Regions from separate parts of the Sus scrofa genome. Here region 2 is linked to region 1. A link is a contact called in public HiChIP or PLAC-seq data. All regions are on one chromosome and are shown on one strand. Each heading gives the region's core, a stretch centred on a gene start, on an enhancer-like site or on the middle of the called end of the contact. The rest is flanking DNA. Distances are from core to core; before and after follow the strand shown.

What was found. HiChIP or PLAC-seq counts read pairs in DNA pulled down with a chosen protein or histone mark.
Region 2: an H3K27ac HiChIP or PLAC-seq map of alveolar macrophages shows a contact between it and region 1. The contact joins the promoter of SEPT2 here to the promoter of PPP1R7 in region 1. A contact is called at or near these places in 1 of 5 promoter capture datasets (fetal liver), 5 of 47 Hi-C or Micro-C datasets (heart right ventricle, liver, retroperitoneal adipose tissue and 1 more) and 1 of 2 datasets of contacts at active chromatin or transcription factors (alveolar macrophages).

What each region holds. Positions count from the first base shown.
Region 1 is chr15:139,913,698-139,919,654 of Sscrofa11.1, reverse strand. It overlaps PPP1R7 (protein phosphatase 1 regulatory subunit 7), which reads right to left and starts at 1,646. Exons shown (of 10, transcript NM_001243902.1): 1 at 1,565-1,646. The coding sequence starts at 1,616. It overlaps PASK (PAS domain-containing serine/threonine-protein kinase), which reads left to right and starts at 4,154. Exons shown (of 18, transcript XM_021075709.1): 1 at 4,154-4,525; 2 at 5,403-5,648. The coding sequence starts at 4,309.
Region 2 is chr15:140,023,119-140,029,741 of Sscrofa11.1, reverse strand. It overlaps SEPT2 (septin 2), which reads right to left and starts at 5,360. Exons shown (of 13, transcript NM_001243793.1): 1 at 5,255-5,360. It overlaps HDLBP (vigilin), which reads left to right and starts at 4,406. Exons shown (of 28, transcript XM_021075261.1): 1 at 4,406-4,619.

The sequences.
Region 1 (5,957 bases), core at 397-2,896:
TTTCCTTCTCCTTCTTCAGTCCCCTTGTCTGTAGAAGGAGGTGGTACAGCCCTTGCATTTCGGAGCTGCTATCAGGCACGAAACATGTGCAAGACACACGTGTAGACATTTAATAGGTTAGCTGTTAGCAGGCACAGGGCACTCTGTGGTCAAGGCTAAGGGGCAGCAAGTTCTCCTGGACGATGGTCTGGCGTGGCTGAGCCCAGGGCGGGCGGGGCTTAGCAAATGAAGGGCAGCCAAAGTGAACCTTGGGACTATCCTGAGGGGCAGGGCAAGGGACAGCAGATCAGCACACAAGGAGACTTGGGACGGGCTCAAGGTATGGGCCGTAGGAATGGGAGCGGTAGTGAACATTTGGAGACATTAAGGAGGTGATTAATCGCATGGGTGGGAGCAGGAGAGAGAGAACTGCTAGGGTTGCCATTTGCCATTTACCAAGACAAGGAAACAGGTGAAGAGGAAGCCCAGGGAGGTGGGAGGTGGGAAGAAGGGGGATGAGAAGCGGTGCTTCCTTGCCTCAAAAGATCTAAACGCCTCAAAGTCCATGACCTTTCACGTGTGCCCCCTTCCAGGACGGCTCTGGCCAGCGTCGCTGGCACCCTCCCCCACTCAATATGACTGTGCGCTCCTCCAAACGGGTCACATTCTCTCACACCCTCTTGCCCTCATCCAAGCGGCTTCCCTCACCTGAAAGGATCTATGATCTGTCCCGCAGCCTATCCACAACCTGGCTGACTTGCAGTTAGCCTTCTAGGTTCAGCGAAGAGCGGGCCTTGGTTGTGCAGCCTCCACTCCCAAGCATGCCAAGCCTTCCTGTTTTCCCCTCGGCTCCCCACCCTTCCTTCCCTAGCTAGCACCTCACACACGAGACAGCGGCTGCTCTTGGGAAAGCTGCGGACGCCCGTGTGTAAGCACCCAAAGACACCGCTGACTCTCCGGGTCGGGGTTAAGTGTGTGTAGGTAATTACATGCATACACAATACGCAAATAATTTTTTTCAACAAAGCAAAAAAGTTGAAATGTAGGTTTTTTTTGAACTATGATAGCTTTGGAAACAGAAAGCTGTCGATTCTAAAACTCGACTCTTGGCTCCTTGTCACCCCTTCCCCACAACCCACGGGCTGTCGAGGACCCTCCTCCAGCCCCGCCACGCTGACTCGGGCAGGTCCCAGGGAGCCCCGTGCCCGGTTTCATCGTCAGCTGCCGGGGGACCTGGCTCGCGAGTCAGGCTCAAGAGATCCGGTGGGAGGCTCCCTCGGGCTGGCCGACGCCGGGGCTGCGGGACCACCGCGCCCTCAGTCCCCTCCCACGCGCCCGGCTCGCCCCGCCTCTCGCCCCTGGCTCTGGGTTGGGCACTTCCCCAGCCGCCCGCTACGCCTCTGCCCGGGGTCCCCAGGTCCGGGGCCGCCCCCGCCCTGCCGGCTGGCAGATGTCAGACGGCGCGCGCTGCGGGGCCCAAGCCGCGGCCGGAAGCGCGCCGCCCCGTTTCTCTCGGGCAAGTCCGGTACGGGCCGCCGCCCCCACCCGCTGGGCCCTTCGGTCGCCGCCCCGCGAGGCCACTCACCCTCCATCATCTCCTGCGACTGTTGCTGGCCCGTGCCGCGCTCCGCCGCCATGTTCGCTGCTCTCCCCCTTTCCGGAATCTGTCGCCTCAGGCCCCTCAGCCAATCAGGGCTCCCAGCTCAGAGCTTTCCCAGCCAATGGAGTCCCACGCGCTTTGCGCGGCCCCAGAGTCTCATGGGAGTTGTAGTCCTCCTGCGAGGCCGCGCCCATCCTCAGCCCCCCCGCAGCCAGCCTCACCTCCCGGCAGGCAGCTGATTAGTGCCGGGGAGGCTCTGGAAGCGAGGAGCGGGAAAAAGGCAGGTGCAGTCGGGGCCGGACGCATGGAGCTGAGCCTGCAGGCGAGCGGGAGGAGTCTGGGAGGCGATCCGCGCTCGTGGGCTGGTGGCTGGATACGGAGGGGCGGGTCCCTGCGTGGGGCTGCAAAGTGAGGGTCAATCGAGTGCGAACCGGCCCCGCTGGGTCTCAGTGGCTGCGTCTGCACAATGGGCAGACTTTGTCCCAACGTCGCTGCGCGGAGTTGGCCCGTGTGAAGGGGCCGCTTCCAGCTAACGCACAGCTCAGTGCGCCTGTACTCGTTCCGGAGCCGGGACCTTCCGCACGCGGGGTTGGAGAGCAGGTCGGGGCCCGGGACGCCGACCCAGCCACTGCGGGCCCCACAGCGCCGTCAGTCCCCGGCCCCGCAGGCAGCATGGGCCGTGAAGGAGCCGCCTTGCGCGCCCTGCCTTCAGGCCGACGCCTGTGGGAGGCAAGCTCCGCTCTGTTCACCGCCTCAATCCTGAGGCCAGAAGCACGGCGTCCGCGGACTGCGCAGGTGGAGGCGCAGCCCCTTTGGCTCCTCCGAGGCGCCGTAGGCCTCCGGTGCGTCCCTAGCAACCGTTGTCGCGCGCGTCTCGGCTCGCTCGCTGGGTCCCGCCCACCGGCGCCAGGGGTTGGCCCGTGGGGACTGCCGTTTGGCGCCGGCCGCCCTGCCATTGGCTGGCGGGGCAGGAGGCGCGGATCGGTTCCTTCTTGGCGGGTGAAGCGAACTCGGCGGGTGACTCTCCGGCCTTCGGTGAGAAGCGTGCGCTGAGAGCCGGCCCGCGCCCCGCGCCGCCCGCCTTCCCTCCGTGCGGTCCGGCCGGCTGGAGGCCCGCTTGCCGCCTTGCGGCCGTTTGCCGCCATCCGCGCCGCGGCAGGTCCTGGGGCCACACGCCCCCCGCACTATCCTCACCCTCGGAGGGGCTGGGTGCCCTCGTCCCCGCTGGAAGGTGGGCCCCGGGAGAACGCGCGGCACGGAGCTCTTCCGCGCAGCGCGGGGTGAAAGCGTGAGCCCGCTACCTCTCTGGCCTTTGTCTTCAACCTGCTCACCCGCGCCTTTTTTTTCTTTCTGGCCGCGCGCACCGCACGCGGAAGTTCCCGGGTCAGGGGTCGAACCCGATTCCGGGCAGTGACAACGCCGCATCCTTAACTGGCTAGACCACCAGAGAGTTCCTACCGTTGATCCCTTCTAGTGTATTTTTCAGTTGCTGTATTCTTTCGTTCTCATTGCTTCTTCCGTGTGCCTTGTAACTCTGGACGTTCTCACGGCGCTCACCTGTTCTCCTGACATCTGTGATCGTTACCTTGGGCTCTCCTATCGCTTAGATGACTTGTCTTCGCTTAGTTTGGTTCTTGCTCTTTCATTTGGAACATTTTCCGCCATCTTCTCATTTTGCCTAATCTCTGTGGTTATCTCTTTGTATGAGGTCGTTTGGTTATGCCCCTCAGCCCTGGGGCAGTGGGCTTTTGTCGGAGGGGTTCTGTGGGCTCAGCAGCGCGCTCCTCTGCGGCCCCCAGAGCCAGATGCTTCAGGCTGTTCCCTATGTGGGCTGTGTGTGCTCTTGCGTCGAGGTGGAGCTGAGGCCCAGCATTGCTGGTATGTGGAACTGGCCCCAGCCCAGCTGGCTGGGAGGCCCAGCCTGGTGAGGTTACTGTGGGCACATTGGTGGGCTGGGCCCAACCCTGGGTGCTTAGAGACCGGGGGAGGCTTCCAGAATGGTGCCTGCCAGCCCTGGTGTCAGCACTGTGGAGCAAGGTTGCAGAAATGGTTGCAGCCAGGGTCCCAGCGGGGGCGAATCCCAGCTGCCTTTCCGGGAGGCTCTCTAGGATCAACGAGTGGGTTGACCGAGGCTCCTTTGAAACCACCGCCTTGGTGCTGGATTTCAGAGCGAGTGAGATGAGGTGCACGGCCACGAGAGCAGGGTCGCCGTTTCCTGCGACCCTCCAGTTGTGCGGGACGTAAAGCCTGCTGGTTTTCAAGCCAGACACGCTTGGGGGCTTGTCTTGCTGGTTCAGGACCCCGAGGCTGGGCAGCCCGATGGGGGACGTGGACCCCTTACTCCGGGGGAGAACCTCTGCTGTTGTGAAATTCCACCCAATTTTGGGTCCCTGATCTAGGGGTGGGGTCCTGACGGCGCTGAATCTCTGCCCCTCCTCCTCTGCGTGGTTGTGGTTCCTTCTTTGTGTTTTCAGTTGTGGCAGGTGTTCCAGCTCTTTCCCGAGGTGGCTGCTCTGTAAGGGGGTAACTGGGGCGCCTTGGGTGGAGGGGGGCTCAGATCCTTCCTTCCACTTTGCCCTCTTAATCCAGGCCTCTCTCTCTCTTTTTTCTGTTTTGCTACTAGGCTGTGTGTGTCTTAAAATTTTTTTATATTTGAAATTGTTTACCTTTTAAACTATCCTGAATATTAACTCTCTGCTTATGTACGTGTCAAATATTTTTTCCAAATTATGACGTTTCATCTTCTCTGTGGTATTTCTTGGGAACAGGTGTTTTCAGCTTTCACATTAGATTTACCTTTCTTACAGCCAGAGCTTTTGGTATCTTGTTTAAGAGAACTCCCGCCCGGGCCGTACGGAAAGCCTTTACAGTTTTCTCCTAAACGAACCAGAGACCCTGTCTTGTTGTCGCTGCATATGCAGAATCACGAGTCCGGCCCACAAACCGGTAACTGTGAAAGGCCCTGACTGTCCTCCTGTCCTGATGCGTCTTTGAAACGACTTTGAAGCCAGGCCCAGACTGTTGGGCCGGCCTCCGCTGGGTTCTGTGCTGGAATGGGCTGGCATGGGAAGGGCCAGCCACCAGGTCTGTGCCATGCTGGGCGGGCAGCCCCGCCTGCCAGGAAGTTTGGTTGACCTCTGCCTTCTCATCGTTGGAGCCAGAGCTGCTCCTTGGCCATTCCCTGGGTCTGTGGGCGAGAACCGATGACAGGAAGAAGACTGTGTGGGCCCAAGAGGGGGGCCGGGAGCTCTGGGGTGCTCTGGAGCGGGGGGGCGGGCTCTGTGGGCACATGGCCCTGGCCACCTCCACCAAGGCTCCTGGCCTGGGCCTCCCAGCAGTGGATCTGTGTCCTGGTGTGAGGCGTCACTGTTGGGAGACTTGGCCAAGAACACGTGGAGCTCTTCTGTGTGGTTTTCTTATGTCTGCATGCGAATCCGCAGGTGTGTAACAGTAAAAAGTCAGAAACCAAAACAGCCCCGCAGTGCCGGGCCCCCTCCTGACTCAGCCCAGGCATCTTTTGTCGGAGGCTCTGTGTATGATTCTGGGTGCAGCTGGCCTGACCCCCAGGTCTGGGGAAGGCCGAGGCTGAGCGGGTCCTTGTGGCCTCCGATGCTTTCTTCCTGACCTGCAGCCCACGCCTCCTCCTCGGCTCCATCCCGCTCGCTTCTGGCTCCCCGATTCCCTTCTTTGTCCCCACCTGCCCTTCTCTGGTCGGCAGGAGGGCCTGCGCTGTGGGCTCTGACCCAGGAGGTCTTTGTGGCCTGAGCTTAACTCAGCCTCAAGCGGGGTTAGTTGCTCAACGGCCTTTGCTCCTGCATCGCAGACGCTGATCGGTGCGCCTCGTTTTCGGCTGGACGGCTGTCCCCCCAGCTCCTGATGGAGGACAGAAGCTCCCCAGCCCTGGAGGAGGACCACAGGCGCCCGGGCGGCCTCTCCGTGCCGGCACCCCCGGAGGACCTGGCTGCGCAGACCACCTCTGAGCCCAGCAAGTCCCTGTCCGCGGCCCGCAGACACCTGAGCAGGAGGAATGGGCTGTCGAAGCTCTGCCAGAGCAGGATGGCACTCTCGGGTAACAGCCCCGCGTGTCGCCGGGGCGAGCAGGCGCGTTGTGTGGGGAGGCTGGGCCTGCTGGGCTCCCTCTGCTTGCTCTGCCCTTGCCGAGAAGAGTCTTCGTGTGGGTGGTGCCTGTGGGACCCCCCTCCTGCTGCATTTGTGCTGCTGAGATTCACGGGTGTGAAACTCTCTTTTTGGCCTGCAGGTTCCCGGGCCAGGATTCTGGCTCAGGGCCGGGATTCTAGCTCAGGGCCGGGATTCTAGCTCAGGGCCGGGATTCTAGCTCAGGGCCGGGATTCTAGCTCGGGCCTGAGGCTCCGCACTG
Region 2 (6,623 bases), core at 4,111-6,610, 110 kb before region 1:
CAAACTGGACAGATTCGGAGCAAGAACAGAGAAGGACTGAATAATCCAACCGATAAATCTGAATTAACAGATACAGAGACTCTTCAAGTCAATAAAGAAAAGCAATGATGAAAAGAAAAATGCAATTATCATGAAATGACTATGAAGAAAATATACACAAATTTTAAGGTATTTTTAAAGTGGTGTTCTCAAATCATGATCTGTTAAAACTAGAGGGGAAAAAAACACCCCGAAAAGCAAAACACAGGTAACTCCCAGTTATTTAGAACCTCCCAGGCTAACCCTGGGATCAAGGAGGGTAACAAAAGCGCAACCACAAACTACCCAGAAAGCCGTGAAAAGGCAACAGAAGCGAAACCTAAGGGTCAGGGCATAAGCTTCACTGACTCAAGTGAGAATTGGGTTTTACCTATTTTCATTCTTAAAGAACACCAAAGACAAATAAACAGAAAATAACTCAATGGATGGGCAGAGAAGTCCAAAAGCCAGTTCTCTGAAACAAGCTCCTCACAAATCCCAGCAAAGAAAAAGGAGCACACACAGAGCAGCAGGTATAATCACCGACATGGAGACCCCACGTGTCAAGACGGCCGCGAACTCGAGACTCTGGAAGCAACGGGTGGTCTCCTGGACACTGCGAACCACCCACCAAAAGTGAACCGGGAACTGAGCACCAGATTAGAACGGACACCACTAAACAGCTAGAGCTACCAATGAAAAGGGGACCAAGACTGGACAGACTGAGAATTTCACCTAAACCTCAGCAGGTAACACCAATGTCCCTCAAGCCACCACAGAAAGAGAAAGCACTCCAGTCTACTTTACGAAGGCAGTGCAACTCGAACAGCAGACCCAGATGGAGAAGCAGCAGTGAGCAAACTGGCTCCTCAGGTCACTCTCACTCGTGAAGAGAAATGGCAAAAATCCCCAGTGAAGTATTTGCTAGCCATTACATCCTAGAAATGTACCAAAAACATCTATCGATACAAGCTGCTGCAACGAATTAAAGGGGAAAACCACATCTGAATAAATGAAGACGAGTATGATAAAATTCAGCAAACAACTCTAATAAAAACACCAAGTGAGGAAACTGCCTAATATAATTTGATACTTCCAAAAATCAATGGCAAGGTAACTCTCTAAACAACAGAATGTTAAATTTAAATTACAATCACAGGGAGTTCCGTCATGGCACAGCGGAAACGAATCGGACTAGGAACCACGAGGTTGCAGGTTCGATCCCTGGCCTCGCTCAGTGGGTTAAGGATCAGGCCTTGCGTGAGCTGTGGTGTGGGTTGCAGACGAGGCACGAATCCCATGCTGCTGTGGCTCTGGCACAGGCCAGCGGCTACAGCTTCAACCCCTAGCCTGGGAACCTCCATATGCCGTGGGTGTGGACCTAGATTAAAAAAAAAAAAAAAAAAAAAATTACAATCACTAACTGGGAAGGGATATCCATTACCACAGCTATTTTTAAACATCTATGAAAAATTCCAGACATATACAAAAGTTCTACCCCACCTACCACCTCATCATCCAGCTCGACAATGATCAACTCAGCACGAATGCTGTTTCAAATATCCCCTTACCCACTGTCCCCAGGCCCTGATTGCGAATACTAGACACTTCTAAAAAGGAGGGTTTGCAAATGACAAACCACCACAAAAACTAACAATAACCCTTAACATAACAGAATGGCCAGCGCTCATGTTTCTCTGTCTCCTTTGCTGCTGCCGACTCAATCAGGATCCAAATAAGACCTCGATACCCCAATCTCGCCATCACCCTTTACCACTACTTCGGCAAGTTCAGGGAAAATGATTTTGCTAATATACCTGAATACGCAAAAGACAAACACTTTGGTTTAAAACATTTCTAGAATAAAATAACTTAGGCAAGGTGGTTGGACATAAGACAGGGATTAAATAAGTCAAAATTCTACTCGGTACTGACAACGAATACCGAGAATTGGAGGAAAGACACCATTTAGATAGAGTGGAAGCAAAACAAGCACAGGAACAGATTGAGAAAGAAAACAGGCCTTAAAGGAGTCTAACCACTTTTATTTTCCTAAATTAGTGTTTGAATGTAGCCCAAGCCCAGCCCTAATCCTCAATGAAACGGATTTTTCTCACCAGGCTGGAGAAAATGACTTCGTGGCACCTGGCGGTGAAGAGCCTGAGGTCAGGAAGGCCAAGCAGGCTCCAGCCTCCCAGCTACCACGTGTGTCTGACTTCCAAGCCGCAGACCCGCTCCGCACTGAGCCGAGCTGCTCCTGGCGCCCGGCGGTCACCCCTTGCCCAGTTCCGCAGGTTGGGCAGGGCCGAGGATGTTCCACAGGGGAGAGGGGGACGCCCGCTCCTCTCTATCGGGTTCTTTGGACCCAAGACCTGCCTAGAGGCCCCGGGCGGGAAATGGAGAATAGTACTGTGGGAACAGAATGGGAGTTCTCAAGACACCTATTTCAAATGCGCCTGAATTTTACCAAGTTCCTCTTGCCACGTTCCACTTCTTTCACACTGACTATTTTCCCTTGAAGGATAATTTGTACCTTTTACAGTTTTCCAACAGTTTAAGTTATTAACTACAGCGAAACAAAAGTTGAGAGAGGAATGCTGAACCTCTGAAGTGCCTGGTTTTTAGGCAGGAAGGCTTTTTAGTCCAGCAACACAAAACGTCAAGCACTGTGATTAATTTAAACCTTGGCTGCAGATCAATCAAATCCCCCAAACCTCAGAAATTTGGTGAAATGAAAAAATGTAGATTGTACTCATTCTAGATACTATAAACTGCTTAAAGGTTTTTTTCCTCAGAGTTCCTGTCCTGGCTCAGTGGTAACGAATACGACTAGTATCCATAAGAATTCAGGTTCGATCCCTGGCCTCACTCAGTGGGTTAAGGAGCTGGCATTGACCTGAGCTGTGGTGTAGGTTGCAGACACGGCTTGGGTCCGGTGTTGCTAGAGCTGTGGTGTAGGCTGACGGCTGCAGCTCTGATTTGACCCCTAGCCTAGGCACTTCCATATGATGCAGATGTAGCCCTAAAAAGACAAAATAAATAAAAATAAAATAAAAAGGCTTTCTTTCTTGGACCATTGCTTCTTTCTTCCAAGAGCAATACTTGCACCCCCAAACCTCACAGAAGAAATCAACTTTTCTAAAACAAAAGAGACAAAGAACAAGGGGATAAAACTGGACCCTTGTCAACATAACCTTGCCCTGCCAGCGCGTCTATGTACATCAGCCACATCCACCGCCTTGTCACTACGGACTTCTGTACCTTATCCCGATCCACAAAATGACCCTGCAACGCAGGCCCTCGAAGGTCCCTTATCCAGAGCCTGGACCTGAGGTTCACGTACAGGAAACCATGACGGCTCTCAGCGGCTTCGCCCGGCAGCCCACAATCAAATGCATTTTCTGTTGTGATGACGACGACCACGGGAGCACAACGTGGGACAATAAGACTGTTCAACTGCCTTCACCGCAGTTCTGCTGCCTCCTGAGTTTGGATGACCCTTCTCTCAGGAGGAAAGAACACACCTTCTCCTTTTCCAGGAGTTTCTGCCTTTTGAGTTAGGTATAAAAACAGACCTCAACAACATTTATGAAAAATGACAGGGAGGCTCGTGCCATCCATCCCCCCAGGGAGGGCTGTATGCCAGTTCAGGAGCGGTCAGGATGCAACTGCGATCTGATGGACAAGCCCTTGTTCTTTACCCTGGGCTGCAGAGCTCAGTGAGAGAACAAGATGAAAAACGAAAAATATCAGGACAACCTGTGAGAGCACAGGAGATCACTGCCCTGATTAGCTGGGAGTCAGGATGCTAGGTGGAGCAAAGAAAGCCTGGGTGGGAGCTACCAACAACAAAAACGATGAACCTCAAATCACATGACCCCGAACCCCTAACCATCTCTCCTCACGATGGTAAGACGGATTTGGAGCATTTAGGTCATCTTGACCTATTACAATGATCTGAGTTGTGCTGGTCACCGAGCTGGACCAGTAAAGGATAGCGCCATGCCCCTCCCAGGACAGGTACCACGCAGGATGAGAGGCTGACCTCAGGCCAACACCCACTTCAGGGGAAGAAATCTCATCAGGGAGAGTCTGAGTAACAGAGCAGGTACCAGAAAAGAGGGGGAGGGAACTGGGTCAGACAGGAGGCCCTGGACCAAGGCCCAGGTGAGGAGGACCACAGCAGTCCACCTACGAATTCCGCACAGGTGGTCCCCGGTGCACGTGTGGGGAAAAGACGCTAAGACAGGGGAGGTACTGACGAAAACTGCGGCCGGAAAGGCAAGAGGCGGCCGGGTCGTGTGGGTCCCGTGGGCCCCTTGAGAGTCGGCCTCATCTCAGGCCTCCCCGGAAATGGGGGGCCGCCCGACCTCCATCCCGCCTCTTTTGGCCCACGCAGGCCCGGGGCCTCCTCTCCTCCCGCGGTATCTGCGGCCAAGCGGCGAGAACTCCTTGAGGCTTACCCTCGGCCGGGAGCTGGAGGGGCGCAGTGGCTCGTGTCAGGGAGACAACCTGATGGCCACATGCCGAAATCGCGGCCGACCTGCACTTTCCCTCCCGAACCACGACCAGCAGCCCCAGGCCCACGGAGTTCTCGCAAGGTGAGCAAGCAGTCATCTGGGTTCTCGCGGGACATACCCCGCCGCCTCTGCCCGCGGCGAGACTACTGGTGGGCGGGGGCCCGGGGAAAGCCTGGGAGGTATGGGACCCGGGACCCCCTAGGGCTGAGCTGGGCGGAGGAAGACTGGGGAGGACCAGGAGGGCGGAGAAGCCGGGGAGAGGAAAGGGATCGCCAGGGAAAGCCGGAGAGGGCCTGGGAAGACAGGGTAGGGCCGGGGAGTGAGCGGAGAGCACCAGGGAGCGCCGGGGAGGACGGGGGAGGATAAGGAGACCCAGGAGCGCCAGGGAAAGTGGGGGAGGGTGGAGAAAAGAGAGAGAGGGTGGGGAGCGCCGGAGAGCGCCAGGGAAAGTCGGAGAGGGTACGAACAGAGCAGAGAGCCCCGGGGAGAGCGGGGGAGGGTCAAGGGTCAGGGACGAGCGGGAGGGAGCGGAGACCCGGGGAGGGCCAGGGGACCGCCCAGAATACGGGGCCAGCCGCCCCTCCCCCACACCGCACGAGCGGCCCCGCCCGTTTGCCCCCCAGAGCGGCCGGGCCCCCTCCCCAACTGGCCCCCGCCCCTCTGCGTCGGTTCCCTCGCTCGCCCGCGGCGGCAGGGACACACCGCAAGATACTCACCGCGGACGAACCGAAGAACAAGCGCCGACCAACCGCGCCGCGGACCCGCCCAGCACCCACCGCCTGCTCGCGCCCCGCCCAGCTCCGCGCGCAGTCGGATTGCGTCATCACGTCGGCCCGCCCCTTGCCAAACGCTTCCGTCCCTGCCCCCATTCGCCAGCTGTGGAGTGCGCAGGCTCGGGCTCGTCCGCGGTTCCGCCTCTGCGCAGGCGCCGTGCCCCTCCCACAGCAGTTGGCCATATAGAGGCTGGGGGGTGGGGGGAGGTCAAGCGTAGCCTCTTCTCCTTTACCAAGATGGCGGCTCGCCCCTGTTTCGCCACAGTTCTTACCTTATGAGCTGGGTTTCCTTACGCTGCCAAGAGTAGAACAGGTAATGTGACTCTGCCTTGTGAGTAACTGGGGTGGGAAAAAGAGCGTTTCTACAGATGGAGCTAAATGACCTGTGAGGAGAGGCGGACGCGGGGAGGGCAGGCGGCGGTAAGAGTTGGGACGGAGCACGGCGAGGGGACCCTTGGCCTCCGCTCCTCTCCTCCAGGAAGATGGCGGCAGCACCGAGCTGGAGCGCCGGAGCGAGGCCGCGGAGGGCGGCCTGCGGCCAGGCGGGGCTGCTCTAGCGCCGGGCGGCCGTCGTCTCGGTGGTCCGGGCCTCGCCTCATTGGCCGGCGCGCGTCACGTGGGCCCGGCGGGCCGGCGCGCTGACCATAGAGTTGCGCGCCCGTCCCCGGGGACGTGGCCTTCGTGCGCCCGGGGCTGGGGCCTGCGCGGAGGGGGAGGGCGGGCGGGCGGCTGCCGTCCTGGGCTAGGTGAGGCCTGGGGCGCCTCCAAGCCCGCGCGGGCGGCGCGGCTCGGGGGCGGGAGGGCCGGGCCGGGGCCTGACCGCCCGGCCCCGGGCGTCCTTTCTCCCTTCGCGGCCTGCAGGCTCCGCAGCTGGCCCGTACTCGCTGGGAGGCTGGGCGCCAGTGCCCTCGTACAGGAAGCCTCTCTGGGTTCCCCCGACTGAAAGTCAGCACGGTTCTTGAGGGTCTGCGGGGCGAAGCTGTTTCTGGCCGTAGGGATCCCGAGAGGGCGTCTTCGGAAAGAATGAAGCGCTCGGGGCCGGCGGCCAGGTGTCCTCTGCCCGCCTTGGCGCGGTGCTCGGGCACCTTGTGAAGCAGCCGAGCAGTCGCCCTCCGTGTTGATTACGCAGCGCTCGTGGTCAAATGAAACATCTGCAGGGGTATAGATGAGTTGAAGCCTCAGAAACAGGATGATTTGCCCTTCACGCATCGGGTCTGCGGTTGGGGTGTCTGCCCTCAGCCTCCTGGCTGCCTTACGCCCTCAGGCATTGAGTCCCCCCGTGCTTGGTGTCGGCGTAAGGACGGACCGTCGC